4 separate regions of the Mus musculus genome follow, and all the other regions are linked to region 4. The links are chromatin contacts, called in public Hi-C and HiChIP or PLAC-seq maps. All regions are on one chromosome and are shown on one strand. Each heading gives the region's core, a stretch centred on a gene start, on an enhancer-like site or on the middle of the called end of the contact. The rest is flanking DNA. Distances are from core to core; before and after follow the strand shown. Region 1 has its middle 30 kb from the start of Ephx1. Region 2 has its middle 5.7 kb from the start of Gm32767. Region 3 overlaps Dnah14 (dynein, axonemal, heavy chain 14). Region 4 has its middle 30 kb from the start of Gm39718.

Evidence for each region. A called contact is a pair of places that touch in the nucleus more often than the background predicts. HiChIP or PLAC-seq counts read pairs in DNA pulled down with a chosen protein or histone mark.
Region 1: a contact with region 4 is called in an H3K27ac HiChIP or PLAC-seq map of acute myeloid leukemia, with 2.9 times the contacts expected there. The contact joins two enhancer-like sites. A contact is called at or near these places in 2 of 484 Hi-C or Micro-C datasets (the N1E-115 cell line and neurons), 7 of 115 datasets of contacts at active chromatin or transcription factors (the 230-238 cell line, acute myeloid leukemia, embryonic stem cells and 3 more) and 1 of 9 other capture datasets (embryonic stem cells).
Region 2: a contact with region 4 is called in a Hi-C map of stem cell-derived neural stem cells, with 4 times the contacts expected there. The contact joins two enhancer-like sites. A contact is called at or near these places in 1 of 15 datasets of contacts at CTCF or cohesin (the NIH/3T3 cell line), 10 of 484 Hi-C or Micro-C datasets (the 3T3-L1 cell line, cochlea, cranial neural crest and 6 more), 18 of 115 datasets of contacts at active chromatin or transcription factors (acute myeloid leukemia, bone marrow-derived macrophages, cardiomyocytes and 12 more) and 1 of 9 other capture datasets (embryonic stem cells).
Region 3: an H3K27ac HiChIP or PLAC-seq map of embryonic stem cells shows a contact between it and region 4, with 4 times the contacts expected there. The contact joins two enhancer-like sites. A contact is called at or near these places in 4 of 484 Hi-C or Micro-C datasets (the 3T3-L1 cell line, 3T3-L1-derived adipocytes, cortical neurons and 1 more), 12 of 115 datasets of contacts at active chromatin or transcription factors (acute myeloid leukemia, bone marrow-derived macrophages, cardiomyocytes and 6 more) and 1 of 9 other capture datasets (embryonic stem cells).

The regions. Positions count from the first base shown.
Region 1 is chr1:180,986,536-180,989,235 of GRCm38.p6, forward strand. No RefSeq gene overlaps it. Among named protein-coding and RNA genes, the nearest start is that of Ephx1, 30 kb to the right of the region's middle. Within about 2 kb of position 1,451, at least 28 of the 459 cell types and tissues checked have an H3K27ac peak or open chromatin away from gene starts, as enhancers often do. A contact at or near this core is called in the 230-238 cell line, where this site is marked.
Region 2 is chr1:181,544,328-181,547,027 of GRCm38.p6, forward strand. No RefSeq gene overlaps it. Among named protein-coding and RNA genes, the nearest start is that of Gm32767, 5.7 kb to the left of the region's middle. Within about 2 kb of position 1,269, at least 22 of the 459 cell types and tissues checked have an H3K27ac peak or open chromatin away from gene starts, as enhancers often do. A contact at or near this core is called in stem cell-derived neural stem cells, where this site is marked.
Region 3 is chr1:181,622,372-181,625,071 of GRCm38.p6, forward strand. It overlaps Dnah14 (dynein, axonemal, heavy chain 14), which reads left to right. Exons shown (of 87, transcript NM_001377039.1): 18 at 322-666. The region is part of intron 2 of Gm33612 (a long non-coding RNA gene); the gene reads right to left. Among named protein-coding and RNA genes, the nearest start is that of Gm33612, 3.5 kb to the right of the region's middle. Within about 2 kb of position 1,415, at least 36 of the 459 cell types and tissues checked have an H3K27ac peak or open chromatin away from gene starts, as enhancers often do. A contact at or near this core is called in embryonic stem cells and pancreatic cancer cells, where this site is marked.
Region 4 is chr1:181,255,547-181,258,246 of GRCm38.p6, forward strand. No RefSeq gene overlaps it. Among named protein-coding and RNA genes, the nearest start is that of Gm39718, 30 kb to the right of the region's middle. Within about 2 kb of position 1,300, at least 318 of the 459 cell types and tissues checked have an H3K27ac peak or open chromatin away from gene starts, as enhancers often do. A contact at or near this core is called in the 230-238 cell line, embryonic stem cells, pancreatic cancer cells and 1 more, where this site is marked.

The DNA of each region.
Region 1 (2,700 bases), core at 201-2,700, 270 kb before region 4:
TGCACACAGAGGCCAGACAAGCCATTGGATCTCTTGGTGCTGGAGTCACAGATAGCTGAGTCACCATATGGATGTTGGGAATTTGACCCTATAGAAGAGCAGGCAGTCTTCTTAACTGCGGAACCATCCCTCTAACCCTGGCATTTTACTTTTTAAAAGCTATTGTGCATGGAGAACGAGTTCTTTCTCAAGTTTGTTATTGGTGCACAGGAAAGCGACAGGGCTTTATCTGTCGCCTTTGTATCCCGGGCTTCGCTCTTTACCAAGTTAAGAGTGTTTTACTTCATTTTTCTTATTGTATAAAAGTTTTGCCCGCATGTATGTTTGTGTACCATATGTGTGCTGGTTACCCTCAAAGGCCAGAAGAGGGCGGCAGATTCCCCAGGGACCAGAGTCACAGATGGTTGTGATCTGTTTCACAGGTGCTGAGGAAGTCAGGCTTTCCTGGAAGAACAGCCAGTGCTCTTGACTGCGGAGCCATCCCTCCAGCTCCCTTTAGAATCTTTTAAGGATAGGATCATGTATTCTAGAAATAGGGTTAGTTTGGGTTTCTTTCAAATTTGTATCTCCTTTTAGAAATAAACTCGTGAGTGCACTCACACATCAGCCAGCACAGATAGTTTTGTGTCCCTCACACCCTGCATGAAGCCTGTCCCCATGCATTCACACCAGGTTACCTTCCTGCCCCTTCCTCTCCAGTTTCAGGACTGTCAACTGGACCAGTGGCCAGTGCTTGGGGCGAGGGGCCATTATTCCACTTACTGATGCCTCCACTGGGACATCATGTGGCATTCAGACTGACAAGACAGGACTTCAGATAGATTCCTTTATGCAAAAAGTGAGTGTTTTTAACATATGAGGAAAAAGGTATAGATGCTGAGTGAGACCCTTGAAGAATCTTTGATCCACAGAATTATGAAGAAGAAAAAGAAGTCCCTGCCTTTTTTTTTTTTTAAAGCCGGGCATGGTGATGCACGCCTTTAATCCCAGCCCTTGGGAGGCAGAGGCAGGCGAATTTCTGAGTTCGAGACCAGCCTGGTCTACAAAGTAAGTTCCAGGACAGCCAGGGCTATACAGAGAAACCCTGTCTCGATAGCGGCACTAGGGCTATACAGAGAAACCCGGTCTCGATAGCGGCACTACACACTGTGCCAGACCCAGTTACTGTGTGCAGGAAGTGGTGGGTAAGGCTTCAGCAGTTTCATGTATCTAGCTGTTTGGATTGTTCAGAATATTGAAAGACCTCCTGTGTAGGTAAAGGGGCAGCTTTGTAGGATGGATGCCCATGCCCTGGGCTGTTGTGCCCTCCTCACTGGTCATCTCTAGGACCCACTGCCTGGAGAACTGGACCTTCAGTACAGCCACAACAGAAGGTTCTGTGGGTGCCTGAAGTTTTGTCACTGGCCTTTCATGTGCCCGTGTGAGGTCCTCGGACAGCCACAAGGGGGCGGCAAACACACGCCCTTCTGAATTCAGCAATCTTATCGGGCATTTGCTAGAGGGAAGTGCCAGAGAGATGCCAGGAGACACCAGGACCCCGTTCCTTCCCGAGTCTCCCTGTTTTTAGCCTTCAGATGTTGCTATCGGGAGAGACTGAGTCTCTGAGAGCCCCGGGACCTCAGGGCAGGGCAGGGCAGGGAAGTAGCCTTGGCCTTGCCAGCTGATGTTTCCCTGAGGTCAGAGACTCTTCTTAGAATTGTCTGTCCTTGGACAAGTCCCCGATGAGAAGGTCTCCAGATACTATCATTACTGAAGGACATCTGAGGCCCTGCCAACACTAAGAGAGTCCTGATGAGAAGGTCCACAGAGACCATCATTACCCAGGGACACCTGAGGGCCTTCAACGGCAAGAGAGTAGATCAGAGGGGTGGGGGAGAGGCGTCATTCTCAGCCTGTGCCAGGCAGGAGTATAACGGACAAATCTCCACAGCCAGCTTGGTTTCCCATATAAAGTGAGGCTCTCCCAGAACGCAGCACCAGGAAGGTGTGTTTCCACTGAGAGGCGAGGGAAACATCTCTGTTGCTATCTTGCAGTAGTCAGCTCTGAGATGGAGTCCAGCTGGGTTCCAGAACCTCTGTGCAGCCCCACTTAGGGACGCCCCGCAGGGAGGTGTAGGGACCAGGTACCTACCATTGCCAATTGTAGCATGTTCCTAGCAGCTGCACACATATCTCCACATATGTTGTTCTGTGTTTTTGTATCATGTTACCTGGAACTCTGGCTGGATCAGAGTGGAGGTTTGAGGTCACCAGAGTAAAGAGAGATAAAGAACACAATAAATAAAGCACCCACTGGGCCCAGCTGGTAAGACCCCATCTCTCTGCCCTCCTAGGGATTCTAGCAGGCTCCTCAAGTGTCTGTTCTTTCTAAGGTGGAAGGCTCAGTGCCATGAGAGTTCTAGAGGGATGTGAAGACAGAGTGGAAGTGGGGGCAGGCAGGTTGGGGGTTGGAGGGTTCTTAGTCCTGAAGCCACCAACTGCAAAAAGTCAGGGACCACTTAGTGTTTTCCCAGTGTGATACTGGAGATAGGCAGTCACATTTGGCTAAGAGCATCCTCCAAGCTGCCCCTGGGAATGCCTGAGACATAGGATCACGACAGGGAGAGGCCCTGCTCTAGTGGAACAGAGCCAAACACGGAGGAATCCTTCCTTCTACCTCAGCCGAGCACCATGGGACCAAACAACTTTACAGACCACTCT
Region 2 (2,700 bases), core at 19-2,518, 290 kb after region 4:
ACTTGGGATCCAAAGAATGAAGGGGAGCTAGGAGGTATTGTGGTGCTGGAGTTAACTCCTGGGTGCCTGCCTCGTGGGCTTTCTCTGCTTGGGTGCAGAGTCTCTGTCTCCTGCTGCACAGGAGCTCAGAGGACAGCACAACTGTTACTCCTCCCTGCCTTTGGGGGATAAACATTTGAGGAAAGACCCATGAGCTGGGGCGAAAGCCATTGTCTCCATGATCCTGTGCGTAGAGGACAGACCTGAAGGTGAGTGGTACCTGGCTGAGTGTCAGAGTCCCTCTTCTTCTGGGCTGTCTTGATGGGAAAGTTCAGCCAGGCACCAAGGGTCAGGGGGCAGAGGAGATCCACAGATTCAGCTAGAGTGCCTGCAAGAGGGAAGCTGAGTGCCCTCAGGATCCCAGGACCTCCCGGGTCAACTTTCAGGAGTGGTCCTGGTTGTATAGCATGATAGGGTGGACAGGGAACAGGGAACAGCCACCTTCCTGCTTCCCTCAAATTCCCAGTCTCAGAGTCTCTATTTGCACGTCTGAGGGTAGAATATGAGAAAACTGGGCTTTCCTGAGGCTTGCAGGAGCCTTGGGACCAAAGCACATAGTAGGCACTTAAAACTGCTGAAGTTGATCATACAGCCACACCTACGTCCTTCCTAGGAATGTGGGCAAGTCAGCCAAACTCAGAAATGTGTGTCCCGACACAGAGACACCTGTAGACTTCTTTTTGCTTTTAGTTCTTTTACGTTTTACTTTCCTGTTTTATTATTATTTTTTAACTCACAAGTAATTATAGCTATTGATTGGGTGCGGCTCAATGTTTTGGTGTTATCTCTGCACTATGAAATGACCAGATCAAGCCAACTAATATATCTACCCCGCAGTCATTGTTTCTGATGAGAATACCTGACGCCTATTCTCCCAGCAGTTTACAAGAGACTGTGTGTCTTTATTAATCCTGGTCTCGGAGTTGTCTTAGAGATTATTATGACATAGGTTTCAGGGACTACAATAAATTGATTTCAAGATGACCTATTTGGTCTCTCCCTGGGAAAACTTGCGGTGACAGGATGGCGCTCTGCGGGAGATCGCGTAACGATCAAATACAGGCAACTCCCTACTAACAAGCACCTCATACACTCGCTCAGCTCGGCATCGCATCGGCATCGACATACAGTCCAGCCGCTGGGCTTGTTATCCTGGTGTATAAACCAATCTCTTCACCAGCGTGTTGGTTTCTCATAGGAACGCAGCAATGTTTCATCTTCCCATTGCAATGTCGCCACCTAGTGTTCATAAGTAAGAACTGACAGACCATGAACCCCTGTCTTCCGCCGCCATTGGGGCAGTGTGGATGACTTCTGAGGTAATGGATGGGGTTCAAAATTTGAGGTGTAGCTTGGGTCTTGACGAGAAATAGCAAACACTGAAGAAGAGAAATTGGGTGAGAGGGGTGTCCCCTCCTTCCACAGACTGCTGCAAGGAGATACGGTTGGCGCTTGGGTCAAGAAAGCAGTTGTTTCGTGGAGGGGCAGGTCCCTATTCAGAAGTTTGTGGCTGACTCAATTCCTAAGGGCTCTAGGATGGGAACAAAAGAGTTTAGAGTTTAGTATTATCAGGACGTTTTCTAGGACACCAGGTAGGTGTGGGGTTACTTTCCTAAATGCACCGTGAATCCCCCTTGTCTGTGGGCCTGGAGAGACGGAACTCTTCACTCTGTGGACCTCCTGGGTGGTCTTTCTCTTTCATCTTTCTCTCTGTGTTATGGGTCCCTCTACAGTCAGGCAACCTCACGAGCCACCCTGTATTCTTACACGTGATTAAAATCATTTTTCTGGTGTATAAAAATATCAGGGTGCGCAGTGTTAGCAGGGAGGCCACACTCCTGCAGAGGGCCTGTGGGAACATTAGACGATCCGCCTCGATAGAGGTCCCATTCTATGAGAAAGGCTGGAAGAACCATGATTCCAGCTCAGGATTTTATCCAAGGGATAGGGTGGGGTGACCCTGAGAGAGGACGTCAAAGGGAGCCCAGCTTGTTCAGTGAACTCGTGCTACAATTTTGATCTGAAATACCCCGAAGCCCAAACTTGATCCCCGGTGTCACACAACTGGGAGGTGGTGGGCTCCTTAAGAGAGGGGTGCTAGTGGGAGGAAGCTGGGTGTTATGCCATGGCTATAGTGGGACTTTCTCCGACACAATCAGCAGTATAAATAATCGCATGGAGTCTTCTATATAGTTTGAAGCCGAGGCCTTTTGCTTGGGCAGTCTCCTGGCTATTCTATACCTAACCTGACTAACTAGCCTACAACTGGCCACATGGCTAGCTCTATAGCTTTCTCTGCTCATCTTCAGTCCTTGTCTGTTCCCTCTGGGTCGGCTCTCCCTTTGCCGCAATCTCCGTGCCCAGAAGTCCCACCCTCCATTTCCGGCTCCAGCTATTGGCTGTGAGATCTTTATTTACAACCAATCAGCAGTGAGACAATCTGCCTCTAGGATTACCTTCAAGTGTCTAAGCAGGTGCGGACGGACAACTATTTACAAACATAAGGCTGGCGAAGGCTGTAGACATAACAATGCCACTCTCCTGCCAGCATTTAGCTTTCTGTCCTACGGAATCAACAATTGAAAATACAGAGACATACCTTTACACAAAGTTAAAAAAAAGAAAGTTATCTCAACACCGTGTGATGATTTGTCTATGCTC
Region 3 (2,700 bases), core at 165-2,664, 370 kb after region 4:
CTCTGGGACTGTGTGAGGAGAAAGTCGGACGACAGGCAGTGAGCTAGATGGTTGGTCTCTCTAGGACATAGTTCAAAATAATACCTTGATTACAAATTAAATATCTGAGTAACCTTTGCATGAAAGTCATGTTATCTATTTTTCTTAGTCTTGTTTCCAACATATGGCAATATTTAATTCCAGTTCTAAACAGAATGAATTGTACAAAGACCATCATTTGACAGTAACCATCAGCTTGCCCAACAATGCAGATAAAAGCTTTTAGTAAGGCTTCTATTTCCAGGTGGAACATGCTAACCATCTTGACGTTTTCATTCACAGATTGTGACTCTGCTGACTATTATTGGTAATTCAGTGGGCTTGGTTAGCGACTACAGCTGCAGGTTTCTGAAATATTGTTACATAGTAGAAAAGGCCAAAGTCATGACTACAAAACTGCCATTCATGACGAACTTGACATCCATCGAGTTTAAAAGAATAATACATAAATTCAGAAGCTACCTAAAGCAAATCGTGACCATGACTATTGAGATACGTATTGGAATTTTTTATGTGAATAGTCTGGATTATCAATTAGCATGCTTACCATATGTTGATGGCATCATACAAATGAGCTACAACCTGTTACAATGTACCATTGAGGAAAAAAGTGCAAATCTATTAGAAGTAAGTCTTTATTTTTTTCCTCTTTTTTGTTGAATTAATTATTAATGAATCCCAGCTTGAAGGGGGGGGGGTCACTTCCCACCTCAAACATTTATGTTCCCAAGTGAGACACACATACACAGCCTTTATATTTTTATATGCCTTAAGCAGCACAATAGCTGGCCTCCACGCTGCGAGAACCTGCCCCAACCTGCAGGACTTGTTTAAACAACAGGATTCTCGAGGGAAGGGAGCTACAACAACAAATTTTGGGATTAGAAGACACAAAAGAAGGATGCAAGACAAAAATTCTGTTCAAGCCTCGTTTACTCAGGGGAGATGGGGGGCTTTTTAAAGCTGAAAACCGCAAACAGAATTTGCTCAGGTACACAGGCCAAACCACAGTGCTAGGTAACACACTAAGGTCAAAGGAATGTCCCCATTGTAAAAGGTCCAGAAAGGAGTGCCCTCATTGTAAAGGGAAAGGAATGCCCCACATTGTAAATGTCCTGAGTCAATTACAAAACGGAAGCAAGATAGTGGAAGAAGCAAAAGAGTGTTAGATAATGGCCCTGGAACAAGATTCCAGAGGCTTCTGGGGCCCCAACAAGAACCTACCTCTGCCAGTAATTCCTAGTTACCACTTATTAATTCTTATGTTCCATCTTGGTTACTCTTCACTCCAATTAGACATCTGGGTGCTCTCCTTGCTTCTCTACCCCATGGCAGACTCTGTCTCTCCTCCCTCCACACTCTCCTAAGCCATCTCCCCTTCCTCTCCTCCCGTCCCAAGCCCAGGAAACGCCAAGCTCTCGCCTCTGTCTGTCCTCCCCAGCTCTCAGCTGCTGCTTTCTTTATTTACCAGTCAGAGCTAACTGAGGGCAGGTTCCCAGAAGCTATGTGCAGACCCTATCGTGCAAACAGTTTTTTGGGGGAGCATAGTTAGCATTCATAATACAAGCAGGTACACCTTTTCATAAGAAAATTTCAGATTAGATTATAACTTGATGATATACAATCAAAAATACATATAAGTATTATACTCAGAAAATCCCAAAGTACTGTGATTACATTTGTTTTTGTGTTTAGTCTTTATCTGTGTATAAGTGCATTTCTGTATGTGAATGTGACACATACATTTGCCATAACATGTGGAGGTCAAAAGGCAAACTTCAGGAGTTGTTTGACACAGTGTCTCTTGTTTGTATCACATAAACCAGATTAGAGGCCCTTGGGCTTCCAGAAATTCTTCTCCACTTGATTTGGCCGTAGGACTCCTGGGATTATAGACATGCATGCTCTTGTGTAGTTTATGGAGATGCAAACTTTGGTCCTCACACTTGCAAGTACTTTACCCAACTCAGTCCCTCCTCAGCACTTACATGTGTGTTTTATTAAATATCACTTCCTTTAGAACTTTCTGTAACTACGTGGAAGACTGCGCCCCATGTCACTGCCCATCTCTTTTTTTTTTTTTTTTTTTTTTTTTTTTTGGCTTTATAACGCACATCATTGTCTGACATCATTGTTCCCCATAGACTCACTAGGCTATGGCTTGTCTGCTTTGTAGAACAAATATGGATCCCAGTATCCTAGCTGTTGCCTGTACCAGCATCCTCCCATAGTACCCAAGACAGGTTTCAAGACCAGAGTTTATGATAACAGCTATCATTTTTTTTTCTTTATCCAGCCAGACTTCCAATACTTCTTAAACCCAAAGTTACAAGCTGCCCATCGACTGTGCCTCTGCAGTATAACTGTGAGAGGATAGCAGCATTCTCACACATACCAAGTCTAATGTTGCATCAAACCTTATCCAAAGTAGCGAACAGAGCTTGAGTGGGCCAGGAATAATTTTCAAGAAAGATGTTAATTGCAAAAGGAGAAGCGCCAGTGGCGTGGAAGCGGAGTTGACAGGCAGGATATTGCAGGCAGGAGTTAATGTAGCTAGATTCAGTTGCACATGACTCCCACGTGCAACAGCAACAGCAACAGAGCTGTCGCCTACACAAGTTAGAACTAATTTCTCTTGTGGGAAGTAGTAGTGCCCACATA
Region 4 (2,700 bases), core at 50-2,549:
TCGCCCTAAAATCTCTCTCTGCAGTGAAATCCACTCCCACTTCACTTGAGAGGCAGCTGAGGAGTTCGAGCTGCTTCAGGCAGCAGCGTGGAGGTGTGTCTCGGGCCAGCTGTCAGGGGCGCTCAGTAGCACCTGTGATGCGCTGGGCTCCATCTGTAATAGAGATGGGGGTGAGGAAGCTGTGTTCACTCCCCTTTCATATGGGCAGCAGGCTGCACTCTGGCATCGATGATAAATCGACAGGTGACTAACATGGATCTTAGCATGATTAAGTGACTTGCCCAAGGTCACATCATTAGCAGACAGTCACTTAGAAGCTTGAACGTAGCTCTACTGTAGCAAGTAATGCTTTAATGCAGAAGTCTTTCTTAGCTGGATGCTTTCTAGGACAGTCCTGCTACAGGAGGTTCCTTAGACAAAGGATTGGAAGGAGGTCGGGTAGGAGCATGGGCAAGTGTGAGTCTTCCTGGGGACAGGCAGGGTGAGCTGAGGTGTGCAGAGTTCTCTCTCGTTCTGGATGGTTGCCATCGAGGTTGTGAGCAAGGGACTTACTTCCCCGGGGGTGACCCGTTGTGAGCAGATTCCAAGCTAACTGCTAAGATGAGCCCAGACACAGGCTCTTGTCTTCCCCAGGACCTCAGAAGTTGGAGTCAAGCAATCATATTTGCTGGAAGAAATGGAAATTAGGGTCTTCCTCAAACTCTGCTGGAATACGCGGGTGGCATGAGATAGCAGCCGCAGTTGCTTGTGGGAACGAAGCTGGTCAGGAAGGGGTTTCTGATGGACACGGATAGGAGGCAATAGCGCCACCCTCCTTGTAAAAAGTCTTGATCGCCCAGCAGGCGCATGAGAGTTGTGAGCCTCAGCTAACTTCAGAAGCCTTCTAGCTCAGAGTAGAGACAAGCCATCCAGCTGGCCTAGGCTGCCAGCCTGCCAAAGAGGAGGTGGGGGGAGGGGACAGGGGTGAGACCCCGTGCTGTCCACCCAGAAGACAGCTGGCGGGCGGGCGGCAGGTGGGTGGAGGTTAGCGGGCCACCCCTCCCCCTGCCCTGCGGAAGCAGCCGAAGAAACTGTACCCTTTTATTGTCTTTGCCACTGGGTGTTTTCTGGAGTAATTTAAACACTGCCAAACACAAGCCTTCCATCCTTTCTCTAGCCATTGAAAGGAAGCGGCAGACTTAAAAATCATCTGAGTGGCGAGGACTGGGCCAGGAAGACGGGAAGGGTGGAGGGAAGGGTGAGACGGAGGTGAAAGTATGTGGTTTGGCGGGTGGGACCAGGCTCGGGTGATGGGCCGAGACCTGCGGCAAGCAAGGGAGGAGTGCCCAGGCTTTGCTGGGCGGCGACCTCAGCGGGCAGGAGGCTCTGGGGAGGGCGCGGGGCGGGGACAGGCGACCTGCCAGGGCCAGTCACCCCCCTCCCCCCCCTCTGTGGGAGGAGGGCAGGAAAGAGGGCGGCCTTTATTCTGTATTAAAATCCTCCTCTCTACCTAGGACACGGTGTACTAACCTTGCACGGTATTTGATCCTATGCAATCAGTCTGCACTTGCCAGGCAGAGTCTTGGGGCCTCATGCATCTGCCGCACAGTCAGGGCGTAGACCATTGAGCCTCCCCTTCCCCCTTGCTGGCTTTGGTCTTCCTCTTCTCTGCTTTCCCTTCCGTCTGACACCATCCCACCCTTCCATTTCCTTCCTCGGGTTTGGGCTCTAGAGGAGCAGAACCCGCCTCCCTTAATTCCAGGTTCTGGGTGAGGAGGTATCACCAGCCCTAGCCAGTACCATCCGGAGGGTTTCGAGCCTCGGGGCTCTACACGGGGTGGGTCTTCCCTAATCTGGTCTTCGCACAACCTGATTATTGTACAAGCGCTGTGTTTGGTAATCTGGAATATTTCTCCCCAAGGCTGTACGGGTGTGTACGGCAGCTGTGGAACTTAGATAGACAGACCCGGGCTTCGGGTGTGTCTACCCGCGGCCCTCCTGCAAATCCTCTGTGCTACTCACGTCTGGAAACCTGGTTTAACCATGAGCAGAGTGAACCTGCTAGAGTCCATACTCACTCGAGCCTCTCCACCTGCAAAGCGCTAACAGTAACTTGCTTGCTTCTTAGGTTGTTTGGGGACTGCGGTTTAAGCGAGTCCTTCCCGAATTAGATCTGGGCTCCAACCCCAATGTTGCCACATGACAACTGACCTTGGCCTCTGTTTTCCAGTACGGGAGGGACAGTAACAGAACCACCCTCACTGGGCCCGCGGTGAACTCAGCTCAGTGCAGGATTTTTAAGTTGCCTAACACAGGTTGCCTGTCATAGTGAAACAGGACATTTTTTTTTGTGCAAGTAATTTGTAAACTGTGGTGTGTTCTTTAGAAATGTAGGCGGTTACTCGAATGCCAACAGGGTGAAATTCTGGGTTCCTGCCCCACTTTCTAAGGGAAATTGATCCCCAACCTCGCCCTGGGCACCCTGGAAGTTCCCTTCCTCAGCACTTCTGGGACCTCTGGGTGGGAGAGGCTGGTCCTGTGCTCCCTGCTCTATTATCCACCCCTCCCCCTTCACTTCACATTCTTTTCTGGAACTCTCAGCAGCTCTGGTAGGCTTCAATCCTGGAATCCTGTCCCCAACCTCTCTCAAAACAGATCTCGGACCACCAAGTCCATCCTGCTTTTCCTAGAGAGCCCAACTCAATCCTTCCTAGAGCTGGG